2 separate regions of the Mus musculus genome follow, and region 2 is linked to region 1. The links are chromatin contacts, called in public promoter capture Hi-C maps. All regions are on one chromosome and are shown on one strand. The core of a region is the stretch at or near the end of the contact, and the rest is flanking DNA. Distances in the headings are between cores, read along the strand shown.

Region 1 (6,765 bases), core at 1,170-3,669:
AGGCTAGCCTCAGGTTTTTGTTTTTTGTTTGTTTGTTTGTTTGTTTGTTTAATATATGTAAGTACACTGTTGCTCTCTTAGACACACCAGAAAAGGGCACCAGATCTCATTATAGATGGTTGTGAGCCACCATGTGATTGCTGGGAATTGAACTCAGGACCTTCAGAAGAGCAGTCAGAGCTCTTAACCGCCGAGCCATCTCTCCAGCCCTAGCCTCAGTTTTTGAATGCTGGCACTACGGGATCGCAGCCCTTTCTTATCCAATGCTGCTCTCTAGGATTTGACGTCATTTACTTTTGCTTACAGCGCTTCCCCTTTGGGACCAACCATACAGCCGCGCTCAGAGGACACAAGGGGCCAGTAGCCGCTCTTACTGAAGCATAAAACAGTGCTAAGATTTAGTTACTTATCTTTAAAGACTCAATCTGTAATGCAAAAACCTCTATCTCAGTCCAGTGTCAATTAAAAAAAAAAAAAACAAACCAACAACCCAATCACCATTATGGAACCAGAACAACCAAGATCATAAGAGAACAAAACAACTGGAAAAAGAAAAGAAAGAAGTCGGGCGTGGTGGTGCACACCTTTAATCCCAGCACTTGGGAGGCAGAGCTGGATTTCTGAGTTCAAGTCCAGCCTGGTCTACAAAAGTGACTTCCAGGACAGCCAGAGCTATACAGATAAACCCTGCCTCGAAAAAAAAAAAAAAAACCCAAACAAACAAACAAAAAACAAAAAAACAAAAAACAACCCCCCCAAACAAAACAAAACAAAAAACCCAAAAAAACAAAAACAAAAACAAAAACAAAAACAAAAAGAAAAAAGAAAAAAGAAAGAAAGAGGAAAAACCAACTCTTCATAAAATGCACGCCCAGCTGTGAAGAGAGCTGCCTCTGGTATCTTCACACCGTTCTCTTCTGTATCCTTACACTCAGAGCGTTGCTTGCTCGGATGAAAGCTTTCTGTCCAGTGGAGAACATGAGCTTCCATTCCCACCCCTTTCTGCCTATCCCAGTGCTACAGTTGTAGAGCCGTCCAGCAGGCCACCACCCCTTGATAATCCACGCCAGAATTTAATTATGCCACAACTGGTCATCTGGTGATTTGCTTTAATGAGTCACTAGGGGGTTTGTTTCCACACTCATTTTTAACCATCTTGGGAGGCAGGAAGCCTGAGTTCTAATCCCCTCTGCTACTTAATTAGCAGTGCAGCGAGGGTGAGGGTACCTCATTACCTTTGACTTCCCACAAGCTGGCAGATTCCTCAACCCAACGGATCCAGAGTCCTCAATGGCAGGGCCTCTGCAGGTGTGTGCTAAGATTTATTTTTATTTTATGTGCATGTGTGTGTGTTTGTGAGGGCGTGTGTGTGTGTGTGTGTGTGCCATGTGCATGCAGTGTGCCGCCAGAAGCCAAAAAAGAGGCATCAGATCATCTTGGACTGGAGTTACAGACAATCTGGACTGCCATATGAGTGCTGGGAATTGAACCTGGGTCTCCAGCCCCTAAAACATGACTGTCTTTGGATGAACAATTTAGAATGACAGCTCCTAGGTTCTCTCTTGGGATCATGTGTGTGTGTGTGTGTGTGTGTGTGTGTGTGTGAGTGTGTGTGTGTGTGTTTACGCTAGAGGTAGAATACTACTTGCTCACTTTCTCCATAGATGATGGGGGTCAGACCTCAGGTCCTCACACTTGTGTCTCAAGTAAGGTCTCCTGCTAAGTCATCTCCATAACTTTCCTGGAAGTAAGGAAGCTTAATGGGACCTGGTCAGAAATTGTGCCTAGCACAAAACAGATGCTTAAAAACGCTAGATGGATGTTTCCTGGATGACATAATGGCGGGACTTACGCGTTGTGTGCTCCAGGTCCCGCCCATAATACCTATGATTTGTGCAAGCCCTTTCCTCTCTTGAGCCTCATTTTCACCATAGCCAAAACACCTGCGTTATTAGGAAGGAACATGGGTCAAGCCTGCTTAGGGACAGGTCCTGGAGGCACTGATGTGCTAGGATTGGAATCTTCTTCCCCCGGGGAGGCTCCTAACAGCCAGTGATGCAGGCCTTTGCTGTGGAGATAGATCAGGGACACACACTGAGGGTTGAGGGCCAGTTTGGCTCGGGTCACCGCTCACCTTTCCTATGTTTCCGCTGCTATAGGTGTCCAGATGGTTTATGAATACCCTCTGTATCTTCAGAACTTTTTCGGTGGTCGCAGGAACTTCCTCTTCAGCCATGGTGGAAGCTGTAGTAGTTGCTAAGGTGAAAGAGTCCTGTCGGTTGCTAAGGAGGAGAGGCTGGGCTTTGGAAGGCTGAAAGGGTCAGGCTCCCTGAGGCGAGGCTCGGACTCTCGGAGGGGTGTGGCTTGCTTTTGGGCGGGGCGTGTCCTGTGGTGAGGGCTCTGGATAGGGTGCAGCTCTGGGGGAGGGTCCGTTGGGGGCGTGGCACGGGTCTGGCCGGGGCGTGTCCTAAAGGGCGGGGCTGATCTCCCTGGAGAACTGTCTAACTGCCTTCGGCACATCTCCTGTAGGACGCTCTGCTTGGGTAAACAATTTCTCTACTGTAAAGAAAAGCAGATGTCACGAGTTTTGGGGTCAAGGACCACAGCGTGAGAGCCCACCACCACAGCCTGTACTGCCCAGTAGCTGCTTGGTGCACAGGGTTCTACTGGCTTAGGGGTTTGACTAGTTTGCTTTCTATTGCTGTGAGAGTACCAGACCAAAACTAACAGGTTGTAGACCCATCATCCAGGGAAGCCAGGGCAGAAGGCATGAACCTGGCTGGAGGCAGGAACGGAAGCAAAGACCTTGGAGGAACGTGGCTTACGGGCTTGCTCGGTCTGCTTTCTTAAGAGAACTCAGGATCAAGGGCAGGATGCTCACGGTGATCTGGGTCTTCTATCAATGAAGAAAATGCCCCATACACATGCCTGTAAGCCATTCTTATGGAGGCATCTTCTCAATTGAGATTTTTCTTCCCAGATTGTCTTTCCTAAGCATTTTCAGATGCCCCCTCCCCCCTTACCACCCTGCCTGGGGATTTGGTGGAGGTGCCTGGAGGGACTTTGTGACCAGGAATTCACACACAATCATGAAGTTTACACTCAGACCGTTTAAGCTCTGGGTCTTCTTTACAAATGAGAATACTCGTGCAGTTGCTGAAATAAACCACCTCTTGCTCGGAGGGTGAAGGAGGTGCCATCAAGCCTTACAACGTGAGTTCCATCCCTCTGTCCCAAAGAGACCGGGCTCCAGCAAGCTGTCCTCTACACATGTGCCCTGGCACACACACCCCTCTTCCACAAATACATTAATGCAATAAACAATGTGTATTTTGTTTTCATCAAAAGTTGTGGTGTGTTATGAAACAACCGGCTTGTTTTGTTGGAAGGGTCCGACTGCACTGAAATAGTTTTAAACACTAACTTGTTAAATCTAAATACATGAACGTATTTTATGCAAATATGCATGCATATATAGAAATTAAATATTTATTTTTATGTGTACGTGTGTTTGCCTGCATGAATGTCTCTGTGTCACATGTTTTCCTGGTGGCATCCAAGACCAAAAGAGACGTTGGATCCCTGGAACTGGAATAACAGAGAGCTATGAGGCACCACTCTCAGGTCTTCTGCAAGAGCAGCCAGTGCTCTTGACTGCTGAGCCATTGTGTGCCTATTGGTTATATTGATTATATTGATTATATTATAGCAACTGCTGTATCATTCCATTAGTTCTTTCCTGTGCATGCATGTTACTACCAACTGTGTGTGGTGCCTTTTATTAAGTACTGCAAAGTCCTAGAAGACCATTCTGCCCCAGTGGCTACTCAAGTTTTTTCATCAGTGCAAGCCTCAGCAATGCTATACCTAATATACCAGGGTGGTGGCAGGGGGAGCTTAGAGGGAGAGTTCCGAAGTCAATGTGGCCCATTCCCAAACTAGTTTCCTCCTCTATTCCTAATATGAACCAAGCAGCAGGTTTTGCCCCTGAACACTGGAGGGAGCACAGGGCATCCTGCATAGAAAGCACTGAGGGTAGTCACAGAGCCAGCAGCTGACTTGCTATGTGGGAAGCGCTTGGGCTCAGCAGAGCAGGAGGGAAGGTGGGCATGTCATTATGGGAGATAAAGCCTCTGCTCTCTTCATGGACACACTCAGAGCAGACAGACTAGCACAAACTTTTCAGCTCACATCCATTTCTTGTCTCTTTTTTTCTGTGTGCTGGGTGTCAATGCAGGGATGTTGCACATCTAAGTATGAGCTCTCCTGAGCTACAACTCCAGGCCTGGATTCTCCCCTTGCATTGCAACGAATACAGAGTTATCTTTGAGGGAACTCACGGAGCTCCAGAAGCTCTGTCGAGGGTGTAGCTAGTTAACAGCACACACTCCAGTTCAAGTGCCCGCCATTAAATTCTGGCTATGTTAAGAGAACTACAAATTAGCTGAAGAAATGGCATTGTTAAATTCTTTTTAGCTGGTCCACTGGGGGTGTACACCTTTAATCCCAGCGCTCGAGAGGCAGAGGTTGGGGGATCTCCCAGTTTGAGACCAGCCTGATCTACAGAGTGAGTTCTAGGACAGCCAGGGCTACCAAGAGAAACCCTGACTAAAAAAACAAAAAACAAGAAACAAAACTCTTTTTAAAAGACTTGTGGAAATAGGCGCCCCCCCCCCCCCCCCCCCCCCGTAGGTCCTGAGCTCCCATCCAGGCTGTCTGGTGTGGAGATAGTACTTTCACTGAGCCATCTTGCCTGCCATGGTCCAACTGTTGACATTTTCTCACATTATCAGCAGAGTCAAACACCTCTCACGTTGTATTTCTGTGCTCCTCCTCCATTTTGGAGCCCCTTTCAAGTGGTCACTGAATAGCTTTCATTATTCCTCCCCTGTGAGTTGTCTAAACTCATCTGCCCACTGCTGTAATCCCACTTTAGGTTTCGCCTGGGCTGACCTCCCGTATCCTCTGTAGCTGAGGATGACAGCCTCGGCTCTTTCTTCACTTCCCAATGCTCAGGCTATGTGTGTGCTCACGCACAACTCTTTTGAAATTGATTTGAGTCAGAGGATTTTTTTTCTTTAGAAGTAAAATCAAGGTTTAATTTATATGGTTAATCTTAAAAACTAGCTTAGCTTAGGATAGAGGTCTGCCTGTGCTCACACGTGTGTGTGTGTGTGTGTGTGTGTGTGTGTGTGTGTACTGATCCCCTTTGTTTTAAGTAATAAAGGAAAGAACAACTCCCTTCTCTCACTTCAACTCAAAATATAACATTGTTGAATTTAAAAAGTGCTGGCACATTTTGATAAGATCTTTGAATCAGCCACTTATCACAAAATAAACCATTTCAGTTTTTAAGCATGACTGCTTTATGCTCAACTCAAAATCAAGTAAATAATTTTATTTAAACTCTACAAACATCATTTTTTAAAATGTTAGCCTGAGATTAAGCACAAGAAAGTTCAACCTGAGGCCGGGCTTCACTGTGCACACTGCAGGCAACCAGACATCACACCAGAAAGAGAGCCTGAGGCCGGGCTTCTCTGTGCACCCCACAGGCAACCAGAAATCACACCAGAAAGAGAGCCTGAGGCTGGGCTTCACTGTGCACACTGCAGGCATCACACCAGACATCACACCAGAAAGAGAGCCTGAGGCTGGGCTTCACTGTGCACACTGCAGGCAACCAGACATCACACCAGAAAGAGAGCCTGAGGCAGGGCTTCACTGTGCACACTGCAGGCATCACACCAGACATCACACCAGAAAGAGAGCCTGAGGCCGGGCTTCACTGTGCACACCGCAGGCAACCAGACATCACACCAGAAAGAGAGCCTGAGGCCGGACTTCACTGTGCACACTGCAGGCAACCAGAAATCACACCAGAAAGAGAGCCTGAGGCCGGACTTCACTGTGCACACCGCAGGCAACCAGACATCACACCAGAAAGAGAGCCTGAGGCCGGACTTCACTGTGCATACTGCAGGCAACCAGAAATCACACCAGAAAGAGAGCCTGAGGCTGGGCTTCACTGTGCACACTGCAGGCATCACACCAGACATCACACCAGAAAGAGAGCCTGAGGCTGGGCTTCACTGTGCACACTGCAGGCAACCAGACATCACACCAGAAAAAGAGTCTTGTAAAGCCAGGGTCAAACACCCAGTGAACTCTCGGTGGCATTGGCAATGCAGAGGGAACTCTACCAAGCCTGGTCCCCAGAAGCATTTTAAGACTGTTTAGATCCTCAGGACAGGGCTGGGTGCTTACCCACGACAGGCAAGGGCTCTACCCTTCACCTTTCCTCCCATGGTCTTCAGAGGCTAAAAATGCCCTTTGCAAACTAACGACAAAAACATCTGCTGATGACCAGTGTATGAAGGTGTGCCCAGATGCAGACGGTGGCAGCTGAGGCAGCTCTGGGTGACAACTAGAACAGAGCCAGGTCCTTTCTGTTTGTCACATACTGGAAAACATGCAGCAGCACGGAGGACTTTATTACGTTTATAAACACCGGGGACTGTAATAAAATATAAAATACAGAGCATCTCTTTTTTAAATATCAAGTTTCTGAATGCTTCATTCATCCTTTGGTTTCGAACCATACAATGCACTCATGTTACACTGTTCATGTGGCAATGAGACAGAGCACTGTCCAACTGCTGGGGAAGAAGGGCGCTGTAGGAATACCAAAGCACTGCTTTATAGAAAGTAAGCATTGAAGCAAAAATACGTTCTGAATATATATGTGCATATATATATATATAT
Region 2 (6,765 bases), core at 2,583-5,082, 2.5 Mb before region 1:
TTGTTAATTACCATTGTCATGGTCATCATGGCTTCTGCAGGTTTTTGATCTTTAACAAGGATGTGAATTACAGAGATGAAGGAAGATTTGTCTGATTGGGGGAAGTTCCTTTATAAGTTTGGTTCATGTCCCATATTTAACTGAAGTCATTCCTGCATACTTGGACAAAACAAACAAAATAGCCTTATCCTTGGAAAAACCAAAGAGAAAATCCTTATGCCCATATATTTTGTTACTACAAGAATATGTTGCCTTTTTGAACATCAGGGATAGCAGTGATCATGGCTGGTTTTGAACCAAATCCTCAATATATGATTGCTTATCCATAAAATCCATGGTCGAGAAGTACTCATGAAGCTCTGACACCAGCTGAACTTATCATGTTACATACATTAATTTTTCTTACCTGTGACAGGTTCATAATGATATTTGTCTCATCTGTTGTGTAAGGTGGTCACTTGGGTCCATGATAGATAGTGTGTGTCCAGGCCATGCACTTAGAATGAGAACCGTCATTTTGGAAACTGCCACAATACATGGCAGGAATGATATGGTTTCAGTAGCCTGGAATGTCACCCTGAAATAACCTAACAGCAGAATTATTGCATTCACTTGAATATTCAGGTTTAGTATAGTGCACCTGTCTTTCTGTACATAAGTTTATATGATCTCCTCTCATCTTAAAGGCTATAATAGGGCTGTGTGTCCCGTGAGACACTCAAGAAATATACACAGGGCAAGAGAATGGATTTTCTTGGTTGATAAACCACCTGGAGCAACCTTACAAAAATTAGTAAGATGTTGAGATGAGTTTCAGTGGGGCAGAAGTACCACTGAAGTGTGACTCCCTCAGGTTGCCTCAGAAGGACTTTTGCTGCCTTGCTCTCTGGAGGGCAGTGTACAGAGTTGGTTCACTTTTGAGAAGTTGGGGAGGGTGACATACTAGAAGCCTGGAAAAGGAGAACATGGAAGCCATCTTCACAGAATTTGGACAGGTCCCAGAGGAGTAGCTTACAAGTAAGAGACTGCTTCAGAAGTGAGCAGGCAGGACTGATGGCCATCAGTAGCCCACCTTCTTCAATCAGAGGACTCCAAGACTGAATGGAGTGCTTTAGGTTGTGAATTTGTTAGCCAGCCACGTTTTCAGACTAGAATCAGATGGTGGATAGTGAAGCATTGACAGTTGATGGTGACATAATGCTGTGCATAAGGGTTTACATAATCATCTCAAAGGTATCTTCCAGTCCTGATGCTCTGTAATTTTAGAATCTAGAATCTCATGTTTGGATTGTAAGTGCCTTCAAGGTGATTTAGCAGGTTACAGCTGTCCTGTCACCATTTAACACTGTTGTCTTTGTTTTAGAGAGAGCTGTAATGGAAGTGATTCCTGACTCCTTACTTTATTATTATTTTTAGATGATTATTTTAGATAGGAGCCTCGTGGGGACTGAGTAGATTCCTTTATTTGAAGGATGGTGTAGATAACAGAACATTGGGTTTGATGCAGCAGATAGAAAAGGTAGAGCTAATCTCAGCGTGCAGGTCTATCCTGCTGGCAGGGAGCAGGGAAGACAGCCCAAGAGTTAGCTCAGGTCACTGCTTCTGAGGGCATGCACGGTAGTCAAAGAGATAGCCTGCTGGCAGGCTGGAATCAAGTTAGTCACATGATCACTAGTTCTTTCATAGATGTCACCTGCTCATTTAGATGATAGATTTTTACCACAGAGGGTCATTTTTTGTCAATGACCAGTTTATATAGTTCCGACAAAGACAGATTTCTTTCCCCCAAGTGTAACTGATACTCCATTGTGTTCAGCCTGCTTGCCCAGTTGTCATGGTCTGGCTTGTCACTTGGAGGAAGAGATGGATACCTTTCTGTTTCTTCAGGTCCCTCAGTTTGTCAGCTATTCCTCACTGAAGTTAAAGTAATTAGACCTGGGCAGGCAGTTACTAGAGCTGTAGAGCTGCAGGCTGATCTGGTTGGTTCCCTCACTTTACTGATGGCATTCAGACACTCCTGATGCCTGCTGTATGGATGCAGTAGTCACTGATGGTGTTCATGCTGCTGCTTCTGCTGACTGCCATGGGGGAGGCTTGAGTTCAGGGTTCATCCACTCACAGTCAAGAAGCCAGGAGTTAACCTCAGTGTGCTTATAATTTAACAGCTCAAACCTTTTATGCTGAAAGACAATCAGATGGTTTAAAATTTAGAATTATTGTTTAAATTTCTGGAAAAATAGTCAATATTTTTGTGGAAAGGAACTTTTTTGAATTCTCTAGTTACGCTGCATTTATATAATAGTCCAAATTGTTCTGTAAAGAGATTAAAACTTAGATCTATGTTTCTGTTGGTACTTAAGTAGCTACTGAGTCAAAATCCGTTCTTTGAACTGCTTGCCTTGACTTCTTGATTCCTTTGAGTCTATGGCATAGAGCACCTCCATTGATTCCGGAGTGTTGTGCCAGTTGGTGGGTACCAGCCACACTGGTGTAAGTTATTGTAGCATGGCATGCTGGTCTAAGTTATTATGGTGTGGCATTCTGGGCCAAGCCAGAGTGTGCTTCTGGTAACTGTCAGTTCCAGTTAAGCTGGCACCACGTGAAGCCAAGGAAGGCACCACCATGAAGCACCTTGCCAGTGCTGGGTTTGGGACAGAAAATGTTGCCCTGTGTCTTTCTGTTTCCCAACCCATTCTGTGTGTACTTCATTGTGATGTTTGATTCTCATGGTCTACAGAATAGTTAGTGAAATGGGGAAGGGATTGTTTCCTGTTCTTCTATACACATTGGCTGGCTTCACCCCCTCAGGTGTATTTTACAGCTGAAAGCTTGGAGCAGGAAGAAGCACACAAACAGAACCTCCTTCAGAAGACACAGCTGCCAAGTTGGGTCAGTGCAAACTACATTGAGAAGCAGATGGTGCTGGGTCAGAGTTAGGTTTCCTAGGCAAATTGCCAAATACCTACTATCAAAAGTGTTTATTCTAGCTGTACTTATTTCAAAGCAGCATTTTCAGGAAGAACTTAATTAAAGTATCCTGGTGGCAGGGAGCAGAAGAAGGGCTGTAGAAGACAGCCCAAGTTTTAGCTCAGGTCACTGCTTCTGTGAGGGCATGCATGGTTGTCAAAGAGATATTCTGCTGGCAGGCTGGAATCAGGGGTTTATACTTTTGTACAAGTTAGTCACATGGTTACTAGTTCTTTCATAGATGTTGCCTGCCCATTCAGCTAATAGATTTTTACCAGAGAGGGTAATTTTTTTTGCCAATGTCCAGTTTATATAATTTTTTCCCATTTTAATTATGAATGCAAGTCATGTTTTTGCAACTGAATGTCATCTATTAGTACATATGAGTTATACTGTGTAATAATGCCTCTACCCTGTCACCTCCTCCTCTAGCATGGTCCCCAAAGTATGGTCTATTTAGTTCCCTGTATAGATTAGAATGGGAAATAATTAAATGGTGGAAGTTATCAGTAGTCACAGTTGTCCCTTCTTGCCAGTCAGCCTGCAATTAACAGTTATGTTTGTTTCCCTGTCTGTTACGCAGGGAGGTGGCTGTTTGGCTTGCTAAGTAGTCTATACTGACTTAAAAGGGCCAGGCTTGAGGGTCCTGTACCTTCTATAAACTTCTGGGTGGTGAATGGAGACAGGTGGGTGGACTTACAGCAAGGCCTACTTCTGTAGGTGCCAACTGAGAGTGAAACTCTGCTGGTTTCCCTACTAGTCTGTCTGTCTGTCCTCCCGCCCTCCTCCTCTCTCCCTCCCTTCCTTCCTTTGTCTAAAGTAATACTTATTGTTGTGGTTGCTGTTTAGGCCTCACTTCTGCTTCTCCCATGATAGTTCATATGCTATTTCAGTCTAAACTTCAGGGGAGAGTATCTTTCACTTACCCTTGTGCTATACAGCTAACATTTCTTTTTGTTAAGTTTTGTTTTTCGGTTTTTCGAGACAGGGTTTCTCTGTGTAGCCCTGGGTGTCCTGGAACTCACTCTGTAGACCAGGCTGGCCTTGAACTCAGAAATCCGCCTGCCTCTGCCTCCCAAGTGCTGGGATTAAAGGCGTGCGCCACCACGCCTGGCTCAGCTAACATTTCTCATGAGAGCAAGGGGGAAAGGGATAGAGAAAGAGTAAGTGCATAGGTGCTTAATTTAGCATATGTTTACATGAATATGTAGAAGGAGTATTAGTAATATTTGGTCTTTATAGGACACTGGTGAGTGAGTACCTACCCCCTCTCCCCCCACACACTCAGACTGTTAAAGATGTGCTTGGTACCTCTTTGACAGCTCTGTTTAAAAGTTGGAAGCAACAGGCACCCAAGTTAACTGAATCACAGAATGAACCATTGTGTGTAGCAAAGTTTTGAATCACAAGTGTGAAGTCTGGGTAATCATTTCAAATCCACAAGGTTAGGGAGATCACACAGCATAGATGAATTTTGAAGTGAAAACTGTCAAAGCAGAATTGGATTTAGGAAACGACTTTACTACCTGATTCTTTCAGTCATCCTTCTTACACTGTACTTCCTTGCCCTCTGTCTTCTGTTACTTGGGCATTTGGAGAATTATCTCTGCCGCTTTGCTTTGGGTGTGACTTAATTTCTGGTCTCAATGCTGAGACCTGTAGGCCTGGCTTTCCCTGGTTTTGATGTCCTTCACATTGGTCACTATTGCCTACCCAGGGGATAGGGGAGCTTGTTTACTCAAGTGCCTTTATGTTTAGAGTCAGCCTGGATGGTGCAGCTGATCCATGGCTTCAAGCTGGGGTCTGCTGCTTGGTGCCTCTGGTCTCTTGGCCAAGTCACAGCATCCTCTCAGCTTCCTAAGAGCTGGAGTCCTCAGTATCGACCTTACTAAGCTGTGGTGGCCACATGGACAAATGCTTGTGGCCCTTGTCGCAAGTATCCCCTTTCCCCCTGAGCTTCCAGCTGTGCTTGGTCATAGCTCTTCCTTTGGTACCAGAAACAAATAATATCCTGCTTAGCTGCTTTCAGAGAGAGAAAACCACAAAAAATATGAATGTATTTCCAGAGGTTCTGTTATTTAATATACGAAAGTCTTTCCATATATGCACAATGGTCAAGCTGTGTCTCACCCACCCTGTATAAATGTATATTTTTACTTTAGGAATTGTCCTCATTTTTCAGTAGAACTCATGAAACATGAAGTCATTGTTTCATGACTGTGTATAGTTTGTATATGAGAACCCCGACACTTACCTTTTGAGTGGAACAGATTAAGAGACTGCCCAACTTAGAATCCTGTGCTTTCGGGAGATGTGTTCTGATGAGGAACCAGACAGTTACTCTCCTTCCCTTTTGTAAGTGGAGATTCTGTGTGGACCAGCGCTGATTACTTCCTGTCTCTTAGAAGCTGCAGGACTGTGGGAGGGAAGCAGTCCAAAGAAACAAGAGACCAAATCCTAATATAAACCAAGCCTTTATCATCTGTTAATGACCTTGCCTTTGAACTTTCCTCACTGATTTTCATAGGAGTGATAGCTTCAAGAAAGAGCTTAGGATTCCCTAAGGCAGCCCCTGTTGACAGTTTTTGCAGGGTCTCAAAGTATGTGGGAAACGATACCAGAAGCCTAACGAGACATGGCTGTGTTCCAGAACACAGACCAACCCATGGAGCTAAGTAGTGTAAAGGATAGTTAGAGTGAAGCCAAGCAGGTAGAGTAGGGTGAACTTGCTGGGAGATCAGGTGTTAAGTTGAGCAAAAGAAACCTGTACAGTATATAAACAAGATTGTGTATGTAAAGTTCAAGAAGAGGAAACTAGTAAAGGGGACTAGAAAGAAGGAAGGTAAGCTAGGTGATGCCTCTGGAGATGCTGTGGATTAGAAAGAGCCTGGTAGGTGGTTGGGGTGCACTGGATGGTCTCCTCACTTTACTGGAGGTGGAAACTGTGTCGCATGTGGATAAGTCAATGAAGCTGTGTACAGTCCAACTGTGGACAATAGTGGAAGAGACTGGAGTCAGGGAGAGAAGGGTCGAGCTTGGACTTTGGGGGAGAGAGAAGGCGTGCGGACATACACACACGCACACACACACTTCCAAAGGTTAAATTACTGACGGGGTTTCCAAGTTTTATCTTTAATACATTTGTGTCTATCAGTGTTTCTAGAAGCTGGCCACTTTTGGACTTAATTATTTTATTTGTATTGTTGTACTTAGCTGTATGACAGTTACTGCCAAAGAACACTGGTGCTTTCACACCACTGTGACATAGTTAATGGTCTCTCACACAGAATAGGTATTCGACCTTTTCTGTGTATCTCCAGGGAATAGAAGCTTGGGCAGCACCTGTAGGATCACCCATTACAATTCTGAGAATGCTTTACTTGACAGCTTAGTGTAGTATCCACTGTGGAGCAACTGCTCTATGCTGAGCTCTGAGCTGCAGGGTTGGACTTAGGAATATAAATAAGATATAGAGAGTTCCCTCAAGGAGCCTGGTGTCCCGGGCAATATGGAGAGGACTGGGCTTTGCGTTAGTCTTGTACCACAGTAACTGAAGAACATTCAAGAAGTTGCAGGGGTGTGAAGGACAGAAAACTATGACTGGGACCACTGGAGAAGCTTTTAGGGGATAGTAGTTTGAGAAGAAGCAGCGATGAATGAACACGTGACAGGTGTTGGGCGAGGACTGGCAGGAAAGAGGTGGAGGGATGTATTCAAAGGTATAGGCAATGAGTACTAGGACTGGGAGCCTTTGGACAGCTGGCCCATAAGGTGCTGTAGAATGGGATAGGGGAGGAA

The links. Promoter capture Hi-C pulls out the DNA fragments that hold promoters and counts their contacts.
Region 2: a promoter capture Hi-C map of pre-B cells shows a contact between it and region 1, with 4 times the contacts expected there. The contact joins the enhancer-like site here to the promoter of Ak7 in region 1. A contact is called at or near these places in 7 of 39 promoter capture datasets (cranial neural crest, frontonasal cranial neural crest, hippocampal neurons and 4 more) and 2 of 115 datasets of contacts at active chromatin or transcription factors (astrocytes and large pre-B cells).

The regions. Positions count from the first base shown.
Region 1 is chr12:105,701,636-105,708,400 of GRCm38.p6, reverse strand. It overlaps Ak7 (adenylate kinase 7), which reads right to left and starts at 2,419. Exons shown (of 18, transcript NM_030187.1): 1 at 2,135-2,419. The coding sequence starts at 2,236. It overlaps Gskip (GSK3B interacting protein), which reads right to left. Exons shown (of 3, transcript NM_178613.3): 3 at 5,343-6,765.
Region 2 is chr12:108,167,683-108,174,447 of GRCm38.p6, reverse strand. The region is part of intron 1 of Setd3 (SET domain containing 3); the gene reads left to right. Among named protein-coding and RNA genes, the nearest start is that of Setd3, 8.2 kb to the left of the region's middle. Within about 2 kb of position 3,832, at least 52 of the 459 cell types and tissues checked have an H3K27ac peak or open chromatin away from gene starts, as enhancers often do. A contact at or near this core is called in pre-B cells, where this site is marked.